Linked DNA regions of Macaca mulatta: region 1 is linked to region 2. A link is a contact called in public Hi-C data. All regions are on one chromosome and are shown on one strand. The core of a region is the stretch at or near the end of the contact, and the rest is flanking DNA. Distances in the headings are between cores, read along the strand shown. Region 1 holds the start of NEK4 (NIMA related kinase 4). Region 2 holds the start of GLT8D1 (glycosyltransferase 8 domain containing 1).

Region 1 (5,677 bases), core at 2,012-4,511, 77 kb before region 2:
AAACTTCCACTCATGCGGTGCTTGCTTGGGGCAACCTCTCCTGGATGGCCAGGCTGGACCAGGCGGCTTTTCTGCACAGTACTGACCTCAGTTGGCAAGGGCAGCTTGTTAGTATGCATGGCCGTCTCCCCCTTCGACTGTAAGCCCCACAGGGACAGGCCCTTGTCTGTCTTGTTCATAGTTGTCCTCCAGGGCCAGGCTAGTAGACCTTTGTCTGTAGAATGAAATATATATATATATATATATATATATATATATACACACACAATATAATTTTTTTTTTTTTTGAGAAGGAGTCTCGCTCTGTTGCCCAGGCTGGAGTGCAGTGACACGATCTTGGCTCAATGCAATCTCCGCCTCCCAGGTTCACGTGATTCTCATGCCTCAGCCTCCTGAGTAGCTGGGATTACAGGAGCAGTGCGCCACAATTTTTTTATTGTGGTAAAATATACAGAACATAATATTTATTATTTAACCATATTTAAGAATACAGTTCAGTGGCTTCGGTACGCTCATGTTGTGCAGCCATCACCACCATCCATCTCCAGGACTTTTTCATTTTCCCCAGCTAAAACTCTGCACCCATTAAACACTACCCACCAACTCCCTCCTCTCCCCAACCACTGGCAACCACCATTCTACTTTCTGAATCTGTGATTTTGACTACTACAGGTACCTTACATAAGTGAAATCATACTTTTGTCCTCTTGTGACTGCCTTATTTTATTTAGCATAATGTCCTCAAGGGTCATCCATGTTGTAGCACGTCAGAACATCCTTCCTTTTTAAAAATTTATTTATTTTGAGACAGAGTCTCACTCCGTCACTCAGGCTGGAGTGTAGTGCCAGGATCATGGCTCACTGCAGCCTCAACCTCTGGGACTCAACTGATTCTCCCACCTCAGCCTCCCAGGTAGCTGGGACTACAGGCATGCACCACCACACCCAGCTAATTTTTATAATTTTTTGTACAGAAGGGGGTCTCACTGTGTTGCTTAGACTGGTTTCAAGTGATCCTCCCACCTTGGCCTCCCAAAGTGCTGGGATTAGGTGTGAGTCATAGTGTGCCGCCTCTAGAGCACTAACTTTAAAAAGCTTACAATTACAAATCCTTCTTCTGTCCCTCTGAGATATATACCTATGTATTTCCTACATCCTAGGAATGTCTTTCTCAAGGACCTAAAATCCATTCCTTTGAAATGTAATCATCAGAAAGGTAGGGCTCATGTCTCCCAGTCTATGTGGGAGAATAGAATCCTGACTTCCCTGATTGCCAGCTAGCAGACACAGTTGGCCTAATCACATTTACGCTAACCAATCCTTTTAATTTTTCACTTCCCAGACTCTAAGTGAGCCCCTGCTTGCTCCCCTGCCTACTCCCTTATTCTTCCTTTGGAATGCCCAATCACCTCTGCACAAATAGAATGGAGTTCAGCTCTTTCCCCTACCGCCAGTAGTTACTGAATAAAATCTATTTTCACCGTTTTAATGCTTGGCTTTGTTTACGTCTCGCTCTGTCGCCCAGGCTGGAGTGCAGTGGCATGATCTCGGCTCACTGCAAGCTCCGCCTCCTGGGTGCACGCCATTCTCCCGCCTCAGCCTTCTGAGTAGCTGGGACTACAGGTGTGCAGCACCACGCCCGGCTAATTTTTTGTATTTTTAGTAGAGATGGGGTTTCACTGTGTTAACTAGGATGGTCTTGATCTCCTGACCTCGTGATCCGCCTACCTTGACCTCCCAAAGTGCTGGGATTACAGGCATGAGCCACCACGCCCGGCCTGTTTATCTTTAATAATATCATTAACTAGAGTTCAATCTTTATTTATGGTTCTTTTTGTTTGGTTTTCTAGTGAAGATGAAATTTGCTTTGAGGGAAAATGTGCAAATATTAAATTTAGCATTAGATAATTTTGACAAATCCATACACCCAAATCTCCTATCAAGATATAGATCAAGGATGAGGAGAAATTTGAACCCTTGTGGATTGCTGATGGGAATGTAAAACGGTTCAACTTGCTGTGGAAAATGGTGTGGTGGTTTCTCAGTACATTAAACTAGAATTAGCATATGATCCAGCAATTTCACTTCTGAGTGTATACCCAAATGAATTAAAAAGAAAGCAGGGATTCAAACAGATATTAGTACACCCATGTTTATAGCAGAATTATTCACAATAGTTAAAAGATGGAAGCTATCCGTGTCCATGACTGCATGAATGGATAAACAAATTGTGGTGTATATATATACAATGGAATATTATTTGGCCATAAAAAGGAAAGACGCCAGGCACAATGGCACACATATCGGCATTTTGGGAGGCCACTGTGGGCGAACTGCTTGAGCCCGGGAGTTCAAGACCAGTCTGGGGAACTTAGTGAGACCCTGTCTCTGAAAAAAATAAAATAGAATTAGCCAGGCATGGAGGTGTGTGCCTGTAGTTGGAAGGATGGCTTGAGCCCAGGAGGTCTAAGCAGCAGTGAGCACCATTGCACCACTGCACTCCAACCTGGGTGACAGGGCCAGACGCTGTCTCAAAAAAAAAAAAAAAAAAAAAAAGAAGCGGTCTAGAAAAGGGAGGCATTGGCTGGAACAAATGGTGAATTCTTTTGGCACCCCTGAGCTTTCTTGGGCAGACATTTTAAAGGGGCCTAGGTCCACCTAGAGATCCGCCCTTAGGCTATTAACTTAGCATAACGCCATGCTAGAGTTTAGTCAGGTCTCTTAGTGCAGTGGTTAGGGCAGTCGTTAACTGCTGAGGAGTCTTTGTAGTTCTCAATTAGCAGGCGAAAGTTTTTAGGGATGAAAGGTACTGATATCTCCAATTTACTTTGAATGTATCAAAAAATAGGATGGATTGCTGGATGCAGAGACGGCATGTGATAAAGCGGATACAGCAAATGTTACTGGTACAGTCTGTCACCAATCATTAGAACATGAGCTCCAGGAGGGAAGGGGCTTTGTCGGCCTGGCACATAGGCAGTCAATAAATATTCGTAGAATGAACGAACAATACTTGTAACGGGCTTAGGACAAACAAGTGCACAATAAGAGGAAGCTTTCCCCGACTCTGCCGTGGCGGGGACCCGGACGGTGGAACCGACGAACAGATAGCGCGCGGGGCCTGGAGAGGTCGCTCTGGCCTCCTGGAGCCTCTGCTCTATGGCGGGTCCTCCCGGGGCTGCGGAACCTCTCTGGCCGCTCGTGGCGTCCGCTCTATGGCCGTCCTTTGGGGACGCAGGAGCATGCGCAGGACTGCTCCCGGCCCGGATCGCTATGGCAGCGGCGTCGTCGTGGGCTGGGACCCTGCGATCCCGCCCGGGCCTGGCTGCCTCAACAGCCGCCCCCACTGCACACTTTAGGGCATGAACCGAGCCTCCTGCTGCCGCCCGCTGCCCTACCCGCCGCTGCCGCCGCATCCCGACTCTGGGCCAGCGCTGGGAACATGCCCCTGGCCGCCTACTGCTACCTGCGGGTCGTGGGCAAGGGGAGCTACGGAGAGGTGACGCTTGTGAAGCACCGGCGGGACGGCAAGCAGGTCTGCAGGGGTGAGGCCCGGCAAGGGCCGGGGGCGGGCAGAGGTGCGCCGAGGGCGCCTACCGGTAGATTAGATCGGGAGTGGTCGCAAGGGGTTCATCTCGGATGGCATTTCCTCAGGGAGATGGTCCCAGACCAAGATGAGGCCAGGCCTCCCTGTAATATGCGCCCAGAACTTCCTCTACTTCTTTGTTGTATTACTTTTTTTCCTTTTAATTTTCATTTTCTTTAATTACGATTCTTCGTTTTATGAAAAATTTTCAGTCTCTGCATATCTATTTCTTTGTTGTATTAATTGACATGCTTGATCTACACACCTTTCTCCCACCCCCGACAATCTCATGAGAGCAGGTATCATGCATTCCCAGGACTTAACACAGCGCCTAGCAAGCATTATTCCTTGCATAATGGGCCTCAAAGGTCTCTACTGTAGACTGCTGGACTCACTTAAAACTCGGACTCATTTTCTTCCCGCTAAACCTTATTTCATGTCTTCCGTTTCAGTGAATAGCGACACCAACCCACCAGTTGCCCAAGTCGGACACCTGAAGTCATTTTTAAGCCTCCCCACGCACCCCAACACTGATTATATTTATCTATCACTAAGACAGTAGGCCTCTTCTCATCTCTATTGGTACCACCCTAATCCAGGACACCTTGTTTTCTCTAGCTAGGCTATGGCCACAGTTTCCCAACTGGTCGCCGCTACTTGACTTGCTTTTCTCCAATCCATCACTTTCATTGCAGCCTTAGTGATCCTTCTAAAATTTAAATCTGATGTCACTCCTCCTTTCTTTAAAACACTTTATCCCATTACCCTCAGGATAATGAACCAATTCTTCAATGTGGTATATTAATAGGGTGACAATATAATGTATTGTACAAACTGGGACAATTTTGAAACTGAAAGGAGGCACTATCAATAGTTACACCAGGACAACAGGACTGCTCCAGCCAAGCTGAGAGGAGATGTCCCCGCTAAATATAGGGCCCAATTGCCTGTTCTTCCTTGTCTCTGGTGCTAGTTGCTTTGCTGGAACACAAGCTCATGCATAAGAGATTTATTCAGTAGGCATTGGGGGAATCATTGGATTTTGGGGCTGATAATAGGGAACTAGCAATAGCTAGTTATTTGAGCTTTAGTTTACACTTCACAAAACACATTTATGTATGTGTTGAAGAAATGAATTGTATGGTCTTTGAAATGATTGAGGGCAATGTATTAGGTGTTAGAGGCTATTGATTTCTTTTAAGTGAATAATTTTCTATGCTGAAGATCAGTGACTATTAAACTTATGGGGCCATGGATCCCTTTGAGTATCTAATGTAATCCATGGACTATTCTGTCTGCAAATGTATATTCAAGCCATATTTTATGCACCTTTTTGGGAGAGTTTAGATGTTAAGAAATTTCTTTTTTTTTTTTTTTTTAAATTTTTTTGAGACAGAGTCTTGCTCTGCCTCCCAGGCTGGAGTGCAGTGGTGCAATCTTAGCTCACTGCTGCAATTTCTGCATCCCACGTTCAAGCGATTCTCCTGTGTCAGCCTTCCGAGTTGCTGAGACTACAGGTACACACCACCACGCCGGGCTAATTTTTGTATTTTTAGTAGAGACGGGTTTCACCGTGTTGACCAGGCTGGTCTTGAACTCCTGACCTCAGGTGATCCACTCACCTTGCCCTCCCAAAGTGCTGGAATTACAGTCGTGAGCCATTGTGTACGGCCAGACATTAAGAAATTGCTAACACAGGTTTTATAATTGATCCAATAGTATGTTATCTTGAACTCACTTTTTTTAGTCATTAATGAAATTGTGAAATGCAGATGGAAAGGTAATTTTTTTGTGGCCTTACAGTGCTACAAATCTAACTTATAAGAAGTATCATTAATAATAGCAAATATTTTCCCTGATTTTGTACTTGGTGAAAAACAAAATGAATAGGTTATCTGACAGGCTCTACAAGGTTGGTTTTGAGGATATTCTTGAGAGCCCTTAGATAACTCTGAGGCCACAAATCTTGTGTTTATTTGCACGTTGTAAAAATACATGTTTTGTTTTTAGTATGTCATCAAAAAACTGAACCTCCGAAATGCCTCTAGCCGAGAGCGGCGAGCTGCTGAACAGGAAGCCCAGCTCTTGTCT
Region 2 (6,181 bases), core at 2,502-5,001:
CACCCGCCACCTCGCCCAGCTAGTTTTTTGTATTTTTTAGTAGAGACGGAGTTTCACCGGGTTAGCCAGGATGGTCTCGATCTCCTGACCTCATGATCCGCCCGTCTCGGCCTCCCAAAGTGCTGGGATTACAGGCTTGAGCCACCGCGCCCGGCCATATTTTTATTTTGTTTAAACATTGATCCTGTTTTCTTCCCACTTTTATCGTTCTTTTTTACTTTAGTGCTTAATTCATCTTCCTAAATTAATTTAAAAACTCATCTCTAAGACTATACATTTTCTTCCCAATATAATCATTTTTTTTTTTTTGACACAGAGTCTCATTGTTGCCCAGGCTGGAGTACAGTGGTGTGATCTTGGCTCACTGCAGCCTCTGCCTCCTGGGTTCAAGTTCCCCTCCCTCAGCCTCCCGAGTAGCTGGGATTACAGGAACATGCCACCACGCCTGGCTAATTTTTTTATTTTTAGTAGAGATGGAGTTTCACCATGTTGGCCAGGCTGGTCTTGAACTCCTGACCTCAGGTGATCTGCCTGCCTTGGCCTACCAAAGTGCTGGGATTATAGGCGTGAGGCACCATGCCTGGCCTAAAGTGTCAATAATTCTGATTTTGGTTTTCTCTTTTACAAGTTTTGATTTCCATAGACTTATAAAGCAAAGGAAGTTAATGCCCTTGCTCTGGCTATCCTGCAGTGTTACTGAATATCACCTGCACAACCTTTACTTCTTGCAGTTTTTTTTTTCCTGTTGTTTAGTACATTATCCATTATTGGAATGGCCTTATAGGCATTCAATAACGGTGACATGTTAAATACAAAATCACTTGTCTATTAAATTTTATTCAAGGTTCTATATAAGATCTGCTAAATGGAACTTTGTGATGGAAATGTTTTATATGGTAGCCACTATTCACATAGCTCTTAAGCCTTTGAATCATGGCTAGTTTGATAAGAGTTTTATATTTTAATTAAATAGACATGTGTCTAGTGGCACCATATTGTACAATGCAGTTCTCATTCAATAAATCTTAAGTACTTACAATGCATCGTGTACTCTTCTATGTACTGGGCAGACAGCAGTGAGAAAAACAAGGTCCCCATTCTTATGGAACTAATGTTCTAGTAACAACTATTAATTATATACCATGAAATGTCTCAAACTCCTGGGCTCAAGTCATCCTCCTGCCTTAGCCTCCCGAAGTGCTGGGATTATAAGTGACAGCCACTGCACCTGGCCAGAACCATGAACTTCTAACTTAGGCTTTTACTAATTATCTTCCTTGCAGAATAATGAACAAAAGATCCTTTAGACAAAGAACTTGCACTATGAGGTTTAATTGGAAATATTAAAATGGTTTAACAACTCATAATGAATTACAAAACTTTGATAGTTACATTGTACTATCATTTATGAGGCATTTATTCTTCATTATTTACACCTGAAAGAAACTGCATACTTGTGTGTTCTGTTCCCCATTTCACAGCAAGATTATGAAGAGAAGGTCTAAACTACTTATATAAATCAAGACCCAACTGTGCTAGAAATGAAGTATAAAGAGAACTAAATCTACACACAGCTGTGCCATAAGAGCATTAGATGGTTTTAGCTCTTTTCTGGGGTATGAAAGCAATTTAGCTCATCTCACAGGAAACAAAAGCAGGTGCTGAATCATGAAAACCTCAATTATTTTTAGCATGCCTCTTAATTTTTCTTTCCCCTGGTTTCTTGTCGTCTGTGCTTGAGTCTTGAACAGGTAACCACTTGAGAGGATGCCGGCGATAAATGGGCCATGGAGGAAGTGTCAGCTGGGTCAGAAAAAAGGAAATGCATAAATTATAGCTATTAAAAGTTTAAAAAATTATGTATAATGCCAGGTTCCCAAACGACTCCCATGCTGAGGAAACAAAAACCAAAAAAATCCATATTCCTATAAAGGCTCTGTGCCACCGTCCATGCAAAACACTGTAAGATGATGGGAACAGGCTTACTGCCTACACAAATGGCTTTAAGACCTAAAAGAAAAGTGAGGGACCAGGTGTGGTGGCTCTCGCCTGTAATCCAAGCACTTTGGGAGGCCAAGGTAGGCGGATTGTTTGAGACCAGCCTGGCCAACACAGTGAAACCCTGCCTCTACTAAAAATACAAAAATTAGCTGGGTGTGGTGATGTGAGCCTGTAGTCCCAGCTACTCGGGAGGCTGAGGCAGGAGAATCGATTAAACCCCGGAGGCAGAAGGTGCAGTGAGCCGAGATCGCCCCAGTGCACTGCAGCCTGGGCAACAGAGTGAAACTCCGTCTTAAAAAATTTAAAATAAATAAATAAATAAATAACAGGTGAGGGGGCAATGTGAGCACCATGAAAAACTCCTGCTGGCTTTGACCTTAAGATTATTACCTAGAGTAGCTGCCAAAGGAAATAAGCTATGTTCTTTTATATAGTTCACACCATCTGACACTATTTTGGCATTCTACTTTTCCAATGATAGCAAAGGGAAACGCTGTCTGGAAGGATGAGGGAAACATTGGCTTTGGGTCTCACTACTGAGTAGGTCTAACCAAACCAACCCGACTCTCAAAACCCAGGTTGCCACTAACACCCACAAATTTCTTACCAAACATGAAAAAGCAAATCCGGCCATAACTATATAGACAGTCCACCCGAACTGTTCAGCCACGTATCCGTAGATAAATCCAACTATCTAGAGACAAATGAAGTATATTAAACACACTCAAACTGAGGGTTGGGAGGGAGGCGGGGGCGGAGATTACACGTAAAACCAATACTTACTGCAGAAAAAAGAATAATTCCCTGAAACATCTGTTCAGCTAGCTTCTGGCCCTTGTAATCCTGGGGTGAAGCAGAGGAAAAAAAGAATTGGATCCACCGCCGAGAAGATAACAATTTCTGCCCTGACCTCAAAACTTTGGCACAGGGTAACCCCAATATCAGGGTCTCCCGCTCACCTATGGACCTGGGCAAGAAATTAAATTCTGGGCTTCCCGGGAGGAACTGAAACACCCTCACGGAGAATGGACAGGAGATTCTCGCGGAGTAGAAGAGAAGGGGACCCAGGAGGCAATTCGGTAAAGAGGGTGGAGGGTAACCATCAGGGCCCGGAACAGAGCAGCACTAGGTCGGTGCTCGGACAGGGGCTTCGAAGCTGCCAGGCACAGGAGCTGCGTGCGGAGGTCCCCGGGGCTGCGCCCTCACCATCTGCGTGGGCAGCGAGCTCAGATGCTCCAGCATGGCTGGCTGAGGAGGCGGGCAGCCGACCGCGGGTGGCAGGCTGCGAGGCGAGGGCGACCGAGACTTATGGACTGTGAGGGCCAAGGTCTGAAACTGCGCGTTGCCAGGCGGGCCTTCTACGCCCGGGAGAGCGATGGCCGCGGCCCCGGAAGCGGAAGTCTCCGACGGGCCGATACAGCCCATGTCCCCGCCCCGCACCATCGCTAGGCGACGTGCGCTTTTGTCGCGGCGTGCTGCCCGCGAGGGCAGCTGAGGTGGTGGCGGCGGCGGCCGCCGCGTCGAGGCATCGCGCGGCCGTGAAGGGTTCACCGTCAGTGCTGTTGGGTGCCTGGAGCCGCGGGCCCCGTCCCGAAAACTGTCCTTGACAGTGCCTGCGCGGCCCAATGGCCGCCAGCGCGCGCCGCGTCTCCATGGCGACGGTCTTTTCTCTGCGAGGACCCCGGCGGCAGGGCTGCCCCGCTGCGCCTGCTTGGCGCGACGCTCTAGCGGTCACCGCTGCGGGTTGGTTGGGTGTTGTGGGGCTGCGCGGCTGCCGCGGAGCTAGAGGGCAAGTGGGCTCGGCCCAGCGTGCAGGGGACGCGGGCGGCCAGACAACGGGCTGGGCCCCGGGGCCTGCGGCGCGGGCGCTGAGCTGGCAGGGCGGGCCGGGGCTGCATCCCCATCTCCTCCATCGCCTGCAGTAAAGGCGGCCGCGGCGAGCCTTTGAGGGGAACGACTTGTCGGAGCCCTAAGCAGGGGTATCTCTGAGCCTGGCGGGATCCCCGGAGCGTCGCAACACTTTCCGATCACTTCAAAGTGTAAGGGGGGGGCCCTACTGACCCTTGGAATTTAGGGGGCTACCCTAGGCGGCATCCACAAGAGAGAGAATTTCCTTGGAGAGGGGACCTCGGTCCTCGGTTGTCCCTCTCATCCGCGTGGAGAGTCCCTCATCTGGGGGCTCCCGAACTCGGCCCTCTCACATTCTGGCCGACTTTACTGACCCTCACAGATCCAGGCTGGGCCCTCCTGATAGAGGCCAGCCAAAGGTTCACTCAGCCTCTCTTTCAAGGCTGGTGTATCTCTAAATCGTAGACCCTCCTCTGTTACCGTGAGCCAGGTGGGATGCCCACGTTTTGGAGAGAAACCGTTCTGAGGAACCCGGGCTTCTGGGTCCCAGCGGGCTCTCCGGCCCCCAGGTTATGTACTCAGGGTTAGCCACAGATAGTGAGATTCTAGGCACTCCCGGGACAGGGTGGGACTGCTGTCCTCATTGATGCAACCAGCAAATATTCACGGCACCTTGTTTGTGCCAGACAACGGACCGAGGACACGGTTGTTACCAAGACCAGGCTGTTGCCTTGGAAGAGCCCAGAGCGTGTCAAGGGAGACAGCCACATCACGCCAGAAATACATGATAGCTGGATTAGCCCTGGGAGAGGGAGGCGCAGATGTGGGAGCTCAGGGGAGGTGCAGCTCAACGTGGAGTTTGGAGGAGGCTACCTTGACTTCTGAAAGCCAAGTGGGAGCCAGCCAGATGAAAGGGTAGGAGAAAGTGTATGTATATCCTCAGTGCCCTTTCATCCTTGCACGTGGCAGAGACCAAACAGTAAAATGCAGACACCTTTGACACTTTTCTGACCTCAGAAGGAGTCAGGACGTGTAGAAGGCAGAATGAGGGATGGGCAAGAGTTTATTCCTGTTTCCTTCCCATGCTCTGTATTTCTTGGTGTGATTGAACAGACTTTCTGATGTGTGTATAAATAGATACATCTTTGTGTGGCCTTTTTTTTTTTTTTTTTTCTTGAGATGAAGGCTCGCTCTGTCACCCAGGCTGGAGTGCAGTGGTGCGATCGTGGCTCACTGCAACCTCTGCCTCCTGGATTCAAGTGATTGCCCTGCCTCAGCCTCCTGAGTAGCTGAGATTACAGGCATGCGCCACTTAGCCCGGCTAATTTTTGTGTTTTTAGTAGAGATGGGGTTTCACTGTGTTGGCCAGACTCGTCTCAAACGCCTGACCTCAAGTGATCCACCCACCTTGGCCTTCCAAAGTGCTGGGATTATAGGCATGAGCTACCACGCCTGGCCAGTGTGGTCTTTTTTTTTTTTTTTTTTTTTTTGTATCCACGGTTTTGTATTCTTGGATTCAACCAACCACGGATTGAAATTACAGATACAGAGGGCTGACTCTAATATGCCATTTTACATAAGGGACTTGACCATTCGTGAATTTTTGTATACATGGGGAGTCCTGGAGCCAATCCCTGACTGATACTGAGGACCAACTGTGTTGCTAATCAAATCGTACACAATTGTATACTCTAATGAAAATGTAGTTACAGATCCAGGGTCTATAGTAAGGGTTAAAAGGTGGGTTCACAATATCTTGGTTGGTAAAATGTCTTTAAGGAAACATTTTACCAAGAGCTTGTTGAAGGAATTTATTTTTTAAATAAATTTAGTTCCACCTACTATCTTGTTTCCACTGAATTGTTTTGAAAAGGTGAAGGTCGGCCGGGCGCGGTGGCTCACGCCTGTAATCCCAGCACTTTGGGAGGCCGAGACGGGCGGATCACGAGGTCAGGAGATCGAGACCATCCTGGCTAACACGGTGAAACCCCGTCTCTACTAAAAAATACAAAAAAACTAGCCGGGCGAGGTGGTGGGCACCTATAGTCCCAGCTACTCGGGAGGCTGAGGCAGGAGAATGGCGTGAACCCGGGAGGCGGAGCTTGCAGTGAGCTGAGATCCGGCCACCGCACTCCAGCCTGGGTGACAGAGCGAGACTCCGTCTCAAAAAAAAAAAAAAAAAAAAAAAAAAAAAAGAAAAGGTGAAGGTCAGATGAGCTGAGGAGGACCAACCAGGACAGTGTGACAATTAGACACCACCTTCTTAAGAGATGAATAGCTAGCTAACAGAGATGGTTTTTGGGAATAGCACCTTAAATGTTTTTTTGGCGGG

Evidence for each region. Hi-C and Micro-C count contacts between places; a contact is called where the count stands out from the background.
Region 1: a contact with region 2 is called in a Hi-C map of liver, with 2.4 times the contacts expected there. The contact joins the promoter of NEK4 here to the promoter of GLT8D1 in region 2. A contact is called at or near these places in 2 of 14 Hi-C or Micro-C datasets (fetal cortex germinal zone and liver).

Annotation. Positions count from the first base shown.
Region 1 is chr2:116,338,789-116,344,465 of T2T-MMU8v2.0, reverse strand. NEK4 (NIMA related kinase 4) reads left to right here and starts at 3,261. Exons shown (of 14, transcript XM_077993086.1): 1 at 3,261-3,535; 2 at 5,597-5,677. The coding sequence starts at 3,443.
Region 2 is chr2:116,261,749-116,267,929 of T2T-MMU8v2.0, reverse strand. GLT8D1 (glycosyltransferase 8 domain containing 1) reads left to right here and starts at 3,751. Exons shown (of 10, transcript NM_001266211.1): 1 at 3,751-4,040. It overlaps SPCS1 (signal peptidase complex subunit 1), which reads right to left and starts at 3,639. Exons shown (of 4, transcript NM_001193749.1): 1 at 3,208-3,639; 2 at 2,785-2,844; 3 at 2,609-2,695; 4 at 1,247-1,803. The coding sequence starts at 3,444. The coding sequence ends at 1,678. All of the region lies in intron 2 of LOC144339230 (a long non-coding RNA gene), which reads right to left. It overlaps LOC144339232 (a long non-coding RNA gene), which reads left to right. Exons shown (of 2, transcript XR_013414025.1): 1 at 1-413; 2 at 2,396-3,360.